2 separate regions of the Drosophila melanogaster genome follow, and region 2 is linked to region 1. The links are chromatin contacts, called in public Hi-C maps. All regions are on one chromosome and are shown on one strand. The core of a region is the stretch at or near the end of the contact, and the rest is flanking DNA. Distances in the headings are between cores, read along the strand shown.

The links. Hi-C and Micro-C count contacts between places; a contact is called where the count stands out from the background.
Region 2: a Hi-C map of the Kc167 cell line shows a contact between it and region 1, with 3 times the contacts expected there. A contact is called at or near these places in 40 of 107 Hi-C or Micro-C datasets (the Clone 8 cell line, the D17-c3 cell line, the Kc167 cell line and 15 more) and 5 of 7 datasets of targeted methods (the Kc167 cell line and the S2 cell line).

Annotation. Positions count from the first base shown.
Region 1 is chr3L:3,404,903-3,409,261 of dm6, forward strand. It overlaps sty (sprouty), which reads right to left. Exons shown (of 2, transcript NM_168031.2): 2 at 1-19. Among named protein-coding and RNA genes, the nearest start is that of mir-2282, 5.2 kb to the right of the region's middle.
Region 2 is chr3L:3,446,716-3,450,987 of dm6, forward strand. It overlaps eIF5B (eukaryotic translation initiation factor 5B), which reads right to left. Exons shown (of 10, transcript NM_001259673.2): 6 at 933-1,009. Among named protein-coding and RNA genes, the nearest start is that of eIF5B, 12 kb to the right of the region's middle.

The DNA of each region.
Region 1 (4,359 bases), core at 4-2,503:
AGACAGCTGCGATTGCTTTCTGCAAGTAAAGGGAAATGAAATTGAAAATTAGCTATTTATTTCTTTTGGCACGCTGTATTGCTGTATTTATATTTCTAGGCAAATCCAACAGCGATAAAAAACGCCTAAAAGTAATCCACGTTTATTTATCGACCCCCCAAATGGAAGTGCAAGAACGCCACGAATTGGTTACTGCACTTTTCACAGCCACCGAAATGGCACGTAGATGGGTTCGCCATGCTTATGGATAAACTCAAAATAAATAGTGACCAGAAATAGTAGATGTGGTCCGAGCGGCACGAGGGCGTGCCTCTTGGTCGGGTCCAAAGTGCCAGATGCTTTTGTTTGGATTAAAAGTGGATGGCTAGAAGTGAACTTTTCTTCGTCGACGTTTTTAATGTTTGTAATTAATTCCGCAGCTAGCAAACCAAAGTGAGAGAAGGTCGCACGTCATATTTATTATACGTATACGTTATATACCAGATAAAGACCGTATTTTTTTTGTATACTCCTTTTTATCGGCATGACTTTTATGTAACTTTTAGAGGCAACATAGAGGGCAACAGCACACACTGGCTTTATGATTATTATTATTATAATTATTATTTCGGTTCATAATGCTTGCGGGTTCAACGGAATCGGCGGGACATGATGTTTCGGAGATTGTGTTTCGTAGTTTCTAGGGAAACTGGGCCCGGCCCAAGCGCCAAATGTTTAAGATCAAATTGCTCACTTATGCTGGAGTCGAAAGAGCGTGTTTCGTAGTACTATATGTTTTTTGTTTCTGTTTTTTTGTTTTTTTTTTTTTTGGGATCTACATGCGTTTGCGCCCTCGACTTTGCTAACCCCTATTATCTGCCTTAATTGCTTTCACCCCGCCAATCTGATTCGGCGGTTATATTGAAACAAAAATGTATTTTCGAAATTCCATTCAGCGTTCTCCTCTCGCTTTTCACGTATGAGTATGTATTTCCGCTCCGTATTACGTAGGGCCATAAAAATAAATGGAATAACTTTCATAATTGTTCGATTTGGCATATCAGAAAGAAATTAGCGATTCGCATTCGGAGTGAGAATCTCGAATCATTTGAATCTCTACAATATGTATATATATATATATAGAACCGATCGAGAGCGAAGAACGAAGCGAATGAATAAAGCAAGTGATGCTAATTGAACTTTGACTGAGTACATTTTTTTGGCGTTGATGATGATCATGTTAATTATGGCACGATCGCTATCGCGAATTCGGCTTAAGCGAAATAAAGCATTTTTATGGCGAAACAACTGCAGTTTTATGGCATGTTCTTTCCGATTTATAGCGATGCAGCAGTTAATCTGGTCAACGCGGCGTATGAGTAATGTGATAGGCTGCGGACTTCGAAAGACCCGCCAGACGTCGCGTTTAGATAAATATTTGTTTACACATAATTAAAGGCGATTAATAACGAGGTGCCCCCTGGCAAATAAGGAAATACAGGAAATTAATAAATGGCGTCTCTCGTCCATAAAAATTAATAAAAGAGCCAGCCACCCAGACAGCTGAGGGCAAAATACTAGGACTAAATCGAAATAAATAACATTTAAAGTAAATGCGAATAAAACATTGTATTTGCTTTCTTTTCTAAATAATATTTCAATCTTTTTAATTGCCACTATTCATTTAACCACTGCTGTGTATGCAGCAAGATATTCTTGCGATAAAAAGCCCAAAGAATTATTATTATTATTATTGTGCCGCATAAAAATTGTTTTTAGCGCCAACGAAAATTTCTACGGCCCAAAAGAAATAAATACAAAGAATCTACATACATACATATATGTATGCAGAGCTATATGTAGATATGCGAGTGGGTTAAGTGTGTGTTTTTCGGTGGGTACGAAAATTAACACAAACGCCCACTTATTGACGTCATGTCCGGTACTCAAAAACAATTTTCGAGAATGATCACAATTGGGAAAAACAAAATAGAAAATCAACGAAAACACACGTCGTGGGACGAGGGGAGTGTAGATGTGGGGTTTTTCTCGGGCAGTGGCAGTAGCAGTGGATCGCCGCTGATTGCCAATAAGAAAATCGCGGCACAGGTCCCTCCTCTTTATATATTTGGCAATCGACTTTTCCGAGGCGTTTGGGGGTTGGTGGAAAATCTGTAAGCATCATCTCGATATTTTCCGTTCTTTGATATACGAAATTCTAGGTAGTAAACTATTTATCTGCCTTTTTAAAAACGAACTCTAAGGGGCAGAGCTTTGATGTTATGGAGATGATGGTCATCGTTCAATGGATGGCGTTCCAAATCGAAGTTGAGTTCATAATTATCCATTAATTCGGTACAAGTTGAGCCAGTAAAATTCCAATTAAAAGGTGTAAATGCGGACCGTAAAGAACATATTCAAATTGCCCAATAAAAAATAAATAAACATAATTCAAAGTTTATTTATTTTCTTTTTTTTTTTTGCCGCTTGACGCACAGCCCAAAGTAATGCCAAGATTTCGATTTCATTCTTAAATTAATTAGGCACAGCAGATAGAATACAAAAACATTGTACGTTATTTCAAAACAATTTTGTTGCTCTTTTTTCGTTCACTCGCTTATTTTTAATTGCGCTAAAATTCTTTTTGCTCGCTGTTTCTTTTTTTTTTATTTCTTATTTCGTATTTTGTATTTTTACGTTGGGCAAACTTTGACCTTGGATCGCCGCACAGTGCCTGAATAAAAAATAAATTATTTCGCTGGCAGCGAGTGTGATTCAATGGCGCACGAAATGTGAAATGAAATGTGGCATTTGAAGCGTTTTCATTAATAAGTGAAAATACGAAGGGGTGGGGGGAGGGGGACTGAAGGTCTTTGTCGCCCGGCTAATTCATTCAAACGATTCGAAGAGATTCGCCTTTGTTGGTTTGCGTTTGTTTGTCCGTTTGTTTGGCTGTTTGCGCAAACAAGTGTCACTGCCAGTTGCGATTTAAATAAAATTATTTAAGGCAGACATCCCAACAATAATAACAATGCGAAACGTTTTTTATATAAAAATAAACCCTGTCGAAAATCAAATGCAAACAGGTTTGATTTTTTACTCTGCCCCGCCATTCTGGTTAATAAGCCGGTGAATAATATAGTAATGTATGTATAATGTATGTGACGACCGAGAAGCCCGATCTTTGGCTTATCAACGGCCACGTTTACCGTTCCAATTGTCAAATGAATTAATAAAAGTTATTGCCCAGCGAACAATGCCAGCATGACCCAATTAAATTACTGACAAAAAGTCCAGATAAAATCACAAACAAAATCGTTTTTCAGGCGCTAAATGGCTGTTTCTTATTTTTAAGAGGCCTGCTCAAGACAAAAGTAAACAAGGAAAATGGTTTTTTAAGTAGAAGGTAAATTAAGTACAATAATCCATTTTTTATTAATTGTTCGCACGCGGCTATGAACTCTTTCACTAAGCCTACTTTGTGTTAATTTACTTTAGTGCTGATCTAGTGTTTATTGGAAACTAGCGTTTTTGAAACTGTCAGCAATGACGACACGAAAAGTACGAGTTGCAATTCATTTTATCATGTCTGGAAATCGTGCTTATACTTTAATTAGGTTTAAGACAATGTTTCAGCTGATTTATTTCATTTTTTGCTCCCATTACGATTTTGTGTCAAGTTCTGGCCAGGGCAAAACGAAATCAAAAATCGAGTTAATATTTAGGGGTTTATTTTATATACATATGTATATCAGGTGCTTCAGCTTGGCATGTCCCTTTTAAACTCCACTTTTACAAATACGTATGTTTTTTTCGAGTTCTGCTAAAAATATGTGCGGATACACACGCTCCGAGGGCAGACACACATGAGTAGATAACTGAAATGCGAAGAGCGACAGATGAAAAACCTACACAGGAAACGCTAATGACTGCAGGCAACTCGGAGGGCACAAAACGCGAATGAGAAAACTGAAACTGAAACGGGAATCGCTTGATGTTGCTGCTGCCACGACAACAACACCAAGCAGCAGCCAGTCAGAGAGCACAGATCATTAAACTATTTAAATGCCCAACCGACCATATGTTGCAGCCGCAGCAGCAGCATCAGCATCAGCAGCAGCAGCAGCATCAGCTAATAGTTTTCAAAGCAAATGAGCAGCACATGTGGCAAAGGGCTCACGCACACCGGCTCAGCGGACAGAGTGTGTGTGTGTGTGTGTTAATGATATATACACCAAAGTCGCCCTGAATGATAATTATCATAATGATGATGATGTTCATTCTTGTGTCTGGAATGGTTCGCTTCGGGTTTTCCTTACTTTTATAGAAATCATTGAAGCCAACTCTGGCTGAGATCGGTGTGGAGAGTGTGAGTGTGTG
Region 2 (4,272 bases), core at 451-2,950, 42 kb after region 1:
AGCACTTAACGCCGCTAATGAGACAAAGCTGCCGGCCCAAAGGCTTCGCTCTCTATAATAAATCATGGTCATCCCGCTTAGTTTTATCCCCCCGGTAAAGTGCATTTTGTGATTGCCGCTAAATGAATCACTTAACCCGACCATCGGCTCCTTCGTCGGCTAATATCAGACACAATCTTCAAAGATCCGACCATATTGCGTTGTTGTTTATCAAGTGGCGGGTGGAAGTGGAAAGGGCGGTGCGGAGAATTGTGTTAATGAAGTTAAGCGGCAATAAAATTGCATTGTTCGTTGTCATATATCAAAAAGTCGTTTATTCTCGCTGTCTCGCAGACCTCTTGCCGTCTTAAGTGTTCGGATATAAACCGACAATGGCCTACAATGTAGTCGAAAAGTGGTCAGATACTACATATAATGAAATGAAATGGTCAGGGGAAGGTGTTATACGTGAGTTGGACACGTTCTCGAAAGGAAGTACTTAAGTTAGGTGGTAACAGCAAAACCAAGTTCAAAAGCTTATGAATTAAGGAAAAATGTTTCAAATATATATCACATTAAAAAAAAAAATTCCCAACTATGATTGTTCTGTTCTGCGAATTCGCTAAAACAGGAAGTGTAATGTTCATAAAATTACCCAAGTCATTGCCATTGTTTCAGAGAATTTTACTCATTCATAGAAAACTTTGACTGGATCAATTACCCAACTGACGACGTTATTTCTGCTTGCAAAAATTCTCAATGGGGGAGTTCAATAAACCCCCGCGAAAGTGAATTTGATAGTGGAAGTTTCACTACACTCGGCTACACAAAATGTCGCATTCAGCAAATTCTTAAGAAGTCTGATATTGTGCAATTTCGTATGACACATCCATTCGCAGCAAACAAAACGCGGGGAAAGTGAACATAGTAACGATAAGTTTGGGTTTACTTACTGCGCCTCGTGTTCCAACATTGTGGAGGCCTTCATCACATCGCGTTTCACCACGGGTCCAATTCGTATAGCAGAGTACTAGAAAAATAAATAAAAGGGTTGCAAATCGCCATAAATGGGGTAAATACAGAAATTTTTATGATAAAGCTTATGAATGTTTATGTTTATTCGTTTTTGCGATAAATATTGTTTTTTTTTTTTTCAAAGTAAAACATATATACATATCTATATAATATAAATATAAAAATAATTGTTTTTAATTGTTATATTAAAGAACATTATTTATCATCATAGTTTGCCCACCATGTGTGTCGAAAAAGTTCAATTTTTATGTGCTTCCTCCCCTCTCTTTTTCTGTCCCAAAAGCATTTGACCCAAAGAAAACTTTGTCTATTTTTAGTCGCATTGGCATAGGAAAAATAAACGAAATAGAAAAATCGAAAAAAGGCACAAAATCTAAACTAAACAAGCAGTCCGTCCGTCCGTCCGCCAAAGTGAAACATTTCTCAGAAGTCCAAGTGGCCAGAAGACATTGGAAAGAGATGGGGAAAACTCTGGCGATGGGTTCATTCACATCGAAGATGTTCAATTTTTATTTATTTTTTTTTTTGTTCGTCGCCAGCAGATGATTACAAATGATCATTGATAAAAATAACAGCAGCAGCAGCGCGAGCGTCTGACATGAATGAATGGATGGCTGGTTGGCGGGTTGGTTGGGTGGTTTGAATGGTTTGAATGGCCTGGGTGGAATGAGTGGATTTAGTGAAATGGGTGGGTTGCTCTGCAAGTGAGTGGGGCAATGGAATTCGCTGTCGATAGCGCCTTAATTGCGCCACCGGATATGCACGCGCCGCTGATAAGACCGAAATAATGAGAGGCTCGCGATTGAAGCCATTAACAACTGGCAGTACAACCCGTTTTACTCTCTCTTTTACAGCTGTCTGATAAATTGAAATGTCGGCTTATCGGCTAGATTAATCGGATTAATTTAAATGCCAGCTTATCGCAGGCATAAATTAGGCGTTAATACATGACTTAAACTAAGAGTCCTAAAAAGCTTTCTGATAATGTGATAACTGTTTGCTAATTCAGTTGAAGTTGAAATATCTTGGCTTGTATTGAAAATTTTCAACACAAACTCGATCCACTGACGTCATGTAGAAGTGCTGGCTTTCTGCTCGAGTGTTTCGATTGTAAATTGAATTCAATTACAGCTTAACCCATTCATGAGCATTTCATTCATTACTGCGAAACGCCTCAGCTGCTGACGCTGTTATAAAAGAAATTGTGTGTAACTAACGGAAAGCAAATGGGGAAAATGCGGAAAAAAGTGAGGAAAAAGCGAGAGAGCAAAAGAGTTTTGCAATCAGCAAAACAATGAATGAAATCGGAAGTTTATTGTTGTATGCAATTGTGGCAGCAAAAGCGACCAAGAAAACTCATAGTAATTGAGCTGGTGAGAAAAGAGAGCAGTCGTCGATTCGATTGCATGTAAAGCGGAAAACGGGTGCAAACGGAAGTGATAGCCGAATGCCCCCATTTGTGCACTCAAAAAACCGTTTTCTAAATCTTAGAAAACAATGAAACTTATACTGAGTGTATGAAAAAAGCAGTGAAGCAGTAGAATAAAATTCAATTTTGGTAAGAAACACGTATGAATGTAACCATATTAGAGTGTTTGATATGATGTTTAACAAAATATAACAAGTGTAAATTTAGTTGCAGTTCACTTTTCAGTGCGTTACTATGGGACTAGAACATGGGCGTGTGGGCTAAGGGTTTCTACCACGTGGCAGCCGGCAGTCGACTTTCGGCTGAATATCATTTCGCAGAAACAATCAGAACGTGCGACTGACTGACGCAGCCAAATCCACAATTTCCCAATCCCATTTCCACAATTGGCATCGGCAAAAAGGCCAAAAGAGCGAGCAGAGCCAGAAATCGGAAGAAATCTTACTCGGAATTTGTGGGCGGGAAGTGCGTAAGTGGCGAATGAAAACGCACACCGACTGCCGGCTAATTAGCAGGGGAGCCTGGCTAACGTGGAAGACAAAGGTAGAAGGCCACGCCCACCGCCCCTTGGCTGCTGACGTCAAGTGGCAACGCCACTCAATGTTATCGATGACACGGGCGAGAAGCCAAGGCAGGTGAGCACACTGAGCGAAAAGTACCAGCATCGTTAATATAAAGAAGAAAAGCGTTCATAAAAGTGATAAAAGTAATATATTTTCAGATTCTTAGAAGGCCTTTCCCAAATTAGTGGCGTATTAAGACCTCATAAATACCCCCTTTTTCGACAGTGCATAATTCGATTGTTCAGTGCCTTTTTTAAGCGCTGCCAATAATGCCAATTTTAATGAAAAAACAACTAAATTAATGGCATATGTCGACTAAACTGACTGACGGACAGCCTAAACAGCTGATTAATGTCGAGGGAAACCTTCGTTAGGGAATTGGAAAATTGCGTCGAATTTAAGAAAATGCCGCACGTTGCTCGAGAACTTCCGTTTTGCTTTGGGGCTCTTTCAGTGCAAACACATATCTATTATTTTCAACTTCCTTTCCTTCCAAAAAGACGGCCGCTACGTGTTTATGAATGAAAATTAAGCAATAAGCTCTGGAAAGTATCTGTGAGATATTCGGTGTAACTGTGGCCGAGTGATATTGTATCTGTGTGTGAGGGTATGCTTGTGTGTGTGTGTGTGGGGCAGGAAGAATTGCTTCCGTTGTTGTTTCTGTTTTCGTCTTTTCATTTATACATTCATTCATTTACTCATTCACTTGGGTTCACTCATTCATTGTTTTTTTTTATTATTCACTTCTTCCTTCCTTCTTTTTGATACCCTTGGATTTTAAGGGTTTTATCAGCAGAAGAGTGAAGAGAAGAATTCTACAATCTTAGCAATGTTGTATTATTGTAAATGTATATCCCAGACTTATATTTCTTACTCGGACCAAATACTTTTATATAACTTAATTTCAATAACTAAATGAATGTAGCAGTGCAATCAATATTCGAAAAAAAAATTCTACTTCCCTCCAGTTTCAACATCAAGGGTATGAAAACTTCGACTATCTTCTTGCGTTTTAGCTCTTGTTGTTTTCTTGATGGGGCACATGGCTTTTGTTGTTTTTGGCAACTGCGTCGCATTAATGAAAACATTGGCATTGTCTGCTTCTTACCTCACTTCCTTCCTGCCAAGAGGCGTAATGCCCAACTAGTACTACGAAACACGCTAAGCATGGGAAAGAGAACCACGACCACAGCGAAATCAAATTCATTCATGAAATTCAGCGAAGAGCGTCCAAAAAAAAACACGAGAATACAGGGGCGAAGCAGA